Linked DNA regions of Urocitellus parryii: region 2 is linked to region 1. A link is a contact called in public Hi-C data. All regions are on one chromosome and are shown on one strand. Each heading gives the region's core, a stretch centred on a gene start, on an enhancer-like site or on the middle of the called end of the contact. The rest is flanking DNA. Distances are from core to core; before and after follow the strand shown.

Region 1 (3,644 bases), core at 1,121-3,620:
GGTATCTAGAATCAAATGAAACAGATGAACAGAGCAATTCATTAGGAGTTGGAAGCAAAGATCCCCAACACTGTTCTGAGGCTATCAAATGACACTTATTGACTAACTTGTTACATAGACAAGTTGAACATGAACTCTCAAGAAAGGTAGTGTCAGGAATACAAAAGTTTCTACCCACAAATGTTACAGGGTATATGAATGCAAGACAAGCTCAAATTACTTAACCAAAATAAACTACTATTCAAATTGTGAGGGAGAGCAAGCAGAGAAAATTTTATGAAAGGGCATGTGTGTTCTAGTACTTTCACCCTTGCTAAACTAAGAAGCACAAATTCGAATTCACAATTGAAAAAAAAAACAAAACACTACTATGGGCCCAAATGGCCTATGGGGGGGGGGAATTGGCCCCTGCAAGTACATAATTCTGTAATCAACTATACCCTGTGCAAAATAAAAAAATAACCACCTCCATACACATCTATCAGAATGGCTAAAAGTTAAAAAATAGTGAGAACACATAATGCTGGTGACAATGAAGAGAATTGGATCAAACATAGCTGGTAGGAATATAAAATGGTACAGCCACTTTGGAAAACAGTTTGGCAGTTTCTTACAAAATTAAACGTGATTGCAATGCGACCCAACAATCAGACTCTTGAACACTTATCCTAGAGATATAAAAACAGGTTCACACAAAAAAAGCTGTACAATAAAATTCATAACAGCTTTATTTATGACACTCTAAATCTGGAAACAATTCAGATGTCCTTCAATGAGTGAAAGGTTAATCATATTGTAGTACATTCATATTATGAACTGGTACTCGGTAGTGAAAGGCAATGAACTTTTGATATACCCAATGATGTGGATGAATGTCAAGGGATTACACTAAATGCAAAAGGTCAATCCCCTAAAGTTAACATGCTGTAAAATTACACTTACATATTATTCTTTAAATAACAAAATGTTAGAAGGGAAAAAGAAAAAATTTGAGGGAGGGCTATGAGGGAAAGGTGTAGTTTATACAAAGGCATCTGGAGGGTTCCTTGTAGTGATGGAACTGTGCTGTATCTTGACCTGTTGGTAGATACATGAATCTACACACATGATGATAATTTATAGAAACACACACACACAAATGTAAAACTAGGGAAATCTGAATAAGTTTACCTGGTTGTGTTAGTGTACTATAGTTTTACAAGGTTTATCATTGGGGAAGATGGCCAAAGGTATGCAGGATCTCCATTATTTCCTGAACTGCATGAGACACTACCAATATCTCAAGATATGTTGAATTTTTAAAATAGCCATCTTCTCTTTTCAATTTTGTGCTTCACTGTGCTCAAGATCTGATGAGCCTTCTCTCAAAGAGTCTGCTAAAAGACCCATGTTCACAGAGAAGGGTCTGAGGCAAAGAGGTGAAGTGACTTCCCAGAGGTACCTAATGACTGGAAAACAGCCTTAAGTCTTCCCAGCAATAAAGTTATACTGTTCTATTTTATCAGTTCTCCTGATCCTAAAAATTTAAAAACTGTCACAAAGCAGAGATAATTAAGTATTATACTGGGATGGTAGAAAAAAAATCACATAATTTTACAGTTAGAAGGTCCTTTAGAGATTATATAGCCCATCGCCTTAATTTTACAGATAAGGAAACTGCGATGAAGTGACATGCACAGGTGATTTGCTGTTCCGAGTTCCAGAGAGCATTTTTAAAACTGAGAAAAGGACACAGGTCGGTAAATGATGGCGAGATTAAACTGTCTGGCCATCCAGTACTCAGTGCTCGGTCCAGTATAGTAGGCGCTCGATATTAACAAGACAAATCAATAACTGAATGAATGGCACCGCCAAGAGTCAGGCAAGAAGTCCTGGAGATTGCAGGCTACTGGGCGTGGCCGTGACAAAGAGCCCCCAGGGCTAGGGTCGGGCAGGGAGCGTCCGCCCAGCAAAACCCTCCAGCAGCCCAGGGGCCGGACCGAGCGAAAGGGAAGGGCCCGGGCCGCCCGGATGAGTGTTCACCGTAAACACTCCCAGGCTTTCTCCCCGAGGCCCGATCCGCTTGGCGGTCAAAGTCGAAGACGCGAGATTTGCCCGGCTCGCTTTTCAGTTAGCCAGGTTTGGGAGAAGGGAAAGGGGCGAGCATAACCACTATCCTAGTCCCGCCCCGCGCGGGGCCTAGGTCCTTTACTCACAGCGTCGCAGTGAGGGAGGGAGCGAGCCGGCATCCACGCTTCTACGGCGCGCCGACCTGCCCTTCGCCCTCCGCCGCGCGCGCCCATTGGCAGCCGCCCGCCGCTCCCACGTGTGGTGAAAACGCACGTCTCATTGGTCCCCGCTTGAGGGGCGGGGTTAGAGAGTAGCGGGACCGTGGCACTATTGGGCTAAAGCTGCCACCTCTAGGGGCCGAGCAAGGGGAGTGGGTGTAGGCGATGGTACCGGTGCTGCGTTACCTGGGGGGTGCCTGCGGACGGGCCCGTGGGGGCTTCCCCGGGAGCTTCTCCGGGGTGTGCGGGCCGGCGTCCGGAAGGCCCTGGCCGCTTTGCGGGGGTGTCCGCAGTGCTAGCAGCAGGTGAGTGGCAAATGACCCGCCCCCCGCCGCCTGCGCGGTTGCAGCTTTCAGTGGTGCCTCCTGCTGAATTTATACACCTACTGGTACTTCCTTGTCAGGCGGGGCCTAGGAGAAGGGTGGGATCCTGTAGAGCTGGATCTTAGGAGCTATGGAGCTGCGAGTTTATTCGCTGTGTTTATGGGCCGGAGGAGAGACATTGTTGAGTGGAGGTCAGGAACAGGTCTGGCTTTCCATACACCCTTCCATGTTATGTTCAACTATAGGGGGGTTAATTAACAGTCTGAATTGTGAATAGGATCTTCGTCTCTCCTGTTCGCGATCGTTTTGAGGATAAAAAGATGTAGCACACTGTAAGCAATCAAATATACTGTTTATTAGCTGGTATCCCTGGTGTTGCTTGGATCGGGCTTAAATCGGCCATTTGTCCTTGTGCGAAGCATCCCCGTTGCCTATTAAAAGCCAGTAAAATTCAGTGTCCTGTAATTAGATGTTTAGAGATCACATTTGAAACCACTGACTTTCTGTCCTCTCCTAGAAGGAACAGTTTGTGTGAAGGCTTTAAGGGTGGAAAGCTTTTGGTTATTTTGAGGATTAGAAGGTGGGCAATATTGAGTGTGACTGGAGCGTGGTGGAAGATAGGAAGCATGGAATGACACCTGCTATGTTACAACAGGGATTTAATTTTAACTACACACTGATTTTTATTTAAGAGCCATGGGAAACTATTAAAAAGGTTTAAAATAGGGGAGAGATTAATTGTTGTTTCAATTGTTGACTTTGGTTACTATGTGGTAGTGAATTGGAAAGGGACAGGAGTTAACAGTGTCAATGATTGGTTGTGCCATAAGTAGACCATTCTTTTGGGAAGCCTTTCTTAAGGGAAGAAAAGTACGTTGTTTAGTGAAATTTTTAAAAATATTTTTTATTTTGAAATAATTATAGATCCATAGGAAGATGCAAAAATAGTACAGAGCCTTCACACTTTTACGGCAATGATAACATTTTTACAGAACTGTAGAACAATATCAAAAGTAGAAAATTGATTTGATACTGGCACAATCCACAGACCTTG
Region 2 (3,620 bases), core at 979-3,478, 180 kb before region 1:
GTTACTCACTATACTTTTATCATAATGAAATTGAATTTTTCTACCAACCATCCCACATCATTGATCTTGTTAAAATTAACTCAGTCAGTATTAAAAAAAATCTTTAAAATTCTTTTGGAGTTAGATTAAGCAAATGTTTTCCTCTTTGCATCATTTGTGGTACAAGTAAAAATGATGATTATAGCAGACAAATTTTTAAACCACCGCATAGAATCTTGGCTTTTTCCATGCTATCTGCTTCTGGGTTGATAGATAAAGCATATGGATCTGCAATTACTGGCAACATAAAATATCTGCACTCCAGAGTCTTATTGAAGCCTATGACCTCAAACTTTTTATTGACTAATTCATTTTAAATATTGTGTATCAAGAATAACATGCTTAAAGGAATGTCAGAAGAATATTTATTCTTGTCTCAAACCAGGCATTCAGAACTTCCACTTTATGAAGGCTCATGAGATAAATCTTTCTGAAGTCTTAGCATCAGGAAAAGTTGTGCCTCTCCATCAATTGGTTCATCTTAATCTCAAAAACATCATAAAACTCCCTCCTTTGGTCCATATGTTGCATTGTTCTGGTTTCCCATTTTCCCCTCTTTAACTCTTGCCAGTTTCCCCGCTTACCTATTTTTATACAAGATAAAAATAAGTATATAATTTCTGTATGCTGTTTGAAATTCTCTGTGGAATAATGCAGTTATAAATAAAAATAAATACAGTTCAGACTGGAGAAAGGATCAATCCAATAGGGCTGTGTGTGTGCCTGCACAGCAATGGGCTGGGAACCCAAAATGAATCTAGGACAGTAAATAAGTACTAAGTTACCAACAGAACATGTGAAGAGGTTTTCAGTCATTGAAGCCAAAAGTATGTGCCCACCAAAACAAGTGCCAAGAATCTTTGAAAGAAGGAACTGTTCTTCAACAATTTTTTCAAATGCAGCAAACACATAGGCTTTGTCCATGGAGCATGTAAGTCTAGGCTTACTTATATTCACTAAATAAGTGCCCTTTATGCATGAGGCACAAGAAAATACATATATTCCCTGTTCTGTTAAGGTGTGAATTTAATTTCTACATTATACAATTGATTATATTGTCAACAATAAGGAGTATAATTCCCAAGAACAGAATTGAATTGTACGTTCAAAGTGCCATGTCATCATCTGCAAATTTTTCTTTGGGGATTTTTCAGTCAGTAAATGCAGTGGCTGAATGTTATCTGGTTTTTCTATTGAAAATCTCTGTTGGGCTCCAGAAATAACATTACCAGTATGAAGGCGGTAACTTTATTTCTACCTTCAGAACGAGATTGGAACTGAAACTGCAAAACAATTTGTGAAATATCAGCCAAATTACTCCCCTCAACTCCTGTTCAGTACTCTGTGCATTGTAAAGTATTTTAAAACCTCTTATAATTGATTAACCCTCTTTACAATCCTATAAAACCCTTGATAACTCTTTCTTGGGTGTCAGGTGCAAAATCTTACCCGCTTCAAGCTAAGATAAGGATGTTGAGATGTTGCCAGATACAATGTCTTGTCCCAGATCACTTACTGAGGAAGTGGCAGAGCCAGCAGTTTGTTTTAGCCCTTACAGAACTTCTGATATCATTAAAAATGCAATACTGTCATTGTGCCCAACAAGGACATAGTCCTTTGAAACTTCCTAGAAACTGGGACTTTCAGAAATGTCTCAGAAAAAAAAAAAAAAAAACCTTCAGTAAAGGACAGGTTGTGTAGGTGAGCAGTGCAGCCTCAAACTGGTACCACTAGGAATGGTTTGCAAAACCGGAAGGTGCAGTAGGGTGTGCCGCGGCTGAGTTAACCAGGCACTTCCCCACCTCCTTCCCCACCGCCCCACAGCCTGGTTACTTCTGGCCCAGTGTCCTCAACGTACCTTTTATTGAAGTGCGTTTCCATCGCCCTCGTGCCCACCCTTCTCCCTCGGCCCGTCACCGTCCAAGTTTACCTGACGAATCTGGGGACGGTTCGGTGATTTCCCGGGAGGTGTCCCTAATCTCTGAGAGCAGGAGAGAAAATCCAGGCTCCGAAAAGACGTGCTGGGCTGGGGGGCGCGGCGGCGCGGTCGAGGGTGTCGTGCCTTCTACAGGCCTCAGGGCGGCACTCTGGTCCCGCGGCCAGCGCGCTCGGGCGGGCCGCTGGGCGCCGACCCACGCTGGCCTGGAACGTGTCTCTCGGTGACGCAGCCCCGGGTGGGGAACGTGGTGCGGCGGCGGCGGCGGCGGCAGTACGCGCCTCCTCGGTCTTGGAGAGGACGCGCGCTGCAACGGGCGGGTGGCCGCAGCAGCGCGAGACCCGGAGCGGCAGGCCGGCGCCGGGACAAGGACGCGGGCGCCGTCGAGGAAGTAGGGCCCGGACGCGGTGTTCAACAAAGAGCCCCTCTCAGGTACCGAGCCGGCCCGGGGCCCGCGGACGGCAGGCCGGGCCGGGCAGCGGCGGGCGGCCGGGGAGGGGGAAGGGCCGCGGCGCGAATGGGGCTACGAGGCGACCGGATCCATCCCGGGCCGCTAGTCCTAGGCTCCCGCGGGACCGAAGGGAAGGCGCTGGGCCGCTCCGGGTCGGAGCCGCGATGCCCACCCGCCTTTGCTCGTCCCTTGTGCAGGCGGAGCTGCGGGCTGAGGCTCCATGTTGGGAAGCGGCGCCGCTCGTCCTCGTTAGCGGGAATCGGGGCGCCTCAGGCAGAGCCGGCGGGGGCCGGGCCCTGAGCGAAGATGGAGGCCCCACTGCGGCCTGCCGCGGACATCCTGAGGCGGAACCCGCAGCAGGACTACGAGCTCGTCCAGAGGGTCGGCAGCGGCACCTATGGGGACGTTTACAAGGTGAGGCCGGGCTGTCGCCCGGGTCCGGGAATAGGGACGCCTCTGGCCAAGTATGGGGAGCCGGGAGGATGCTTTTATTGTTGCATCTTGGGGAGGAAGCGACCCGGGTTCCTTTTACTCTGTTCAGAGCACCCTCAGTTCATGGCTCAGGACTGTTGCTACCAACAGACAGAACTAACCACACTTGAAACCACGATGTACTTTTTTGTGGTTTTAAAGCGTAGTTATGGTAGTGAAGACTGTTCCAGCGTTAGCATGGACAATCTTTCATGGAAAGTGGTGAGACAGGAAAGAATATTGACGTTAAAATGTCTGCATTAAAGAAAAAAAAACAATAGAACTTGTTTTAATGAATGAGCTTGGCTTTAAAAAAAAAAAAAGCCATATGAAACCCTGTCTCTAGATTGTAACTGTAAGCAGTCTTATATTGAATAAAAAATGACGTGTGTTACAAACATCATCTCATATAGAAAGATGCTTTTTTTTTGGGTAGAAGTTTTATCATATTATATGATGATTTGAAATATGATATTAACTTACTGGGTTTTTTTCCTACTTTTAGCAGTTCCTCTCTTTGGGATTTACAGCATCTCATAACCATGAATGGATAAGAACTGGTGTCTTTTTATTGTACACTTGTATTTCTTAAGACAATTGGTGAGGGTGAGTTACTCTTAGTTTAGGATAAAAAAAAAATGTAGAGAAGCAAATCAGTTTCTTAAGTCATGTGAGTTTTTGAAGGGCTGAAAGGAAAGGAATTGAGATTGCTTTTTGTTCTGT

The links. A called contact is a pair of places that touch in the nucleus more often than the background predicts.
Region 2: a contact with region 1 is called in a Hi-C map of liver, with 7 times the contacts expected there. The contact joins the promoter of Map4k5 here to the promoter of L2hgdh in region 1. A contact is called at or near these places in 2 of 2 Hi-C or Micro-C datasets (liver and muscle).

What each region holds. Positions count from the first base shown.
Region 1 is chr6:60,507,030-60,510,673 of mUroPar1.hap1, reverse strand. L2hgdh (L-2-hydroxyglutarate dehydrogenase) reads left to right here and starts at 2,370. Exons shown (of 11, transcript XR_013343734.1): 1 at 2,370-2,572. It overlaps Dmac2l (distal membrane arm assembly component 2 like), which reads right to left and starts at 2,527. Exons shown (of 5, transcript XM_026391031.2): 1 at 2,454-2,527.
Region 2 is chr6:60,691,221-60,694,840 of mUroPar1.hap1, reverse strand. It overlaps Map4k5 (mitogen-activated protein kinase kinase kinase kinase 5), which reads left to right and starts at 2,228. Exons shown (of 33, transcript XM_026391051.2): 1 at 2,228-2,407; 2 at 2,624-2,840. The coding sequence starts at 2,733.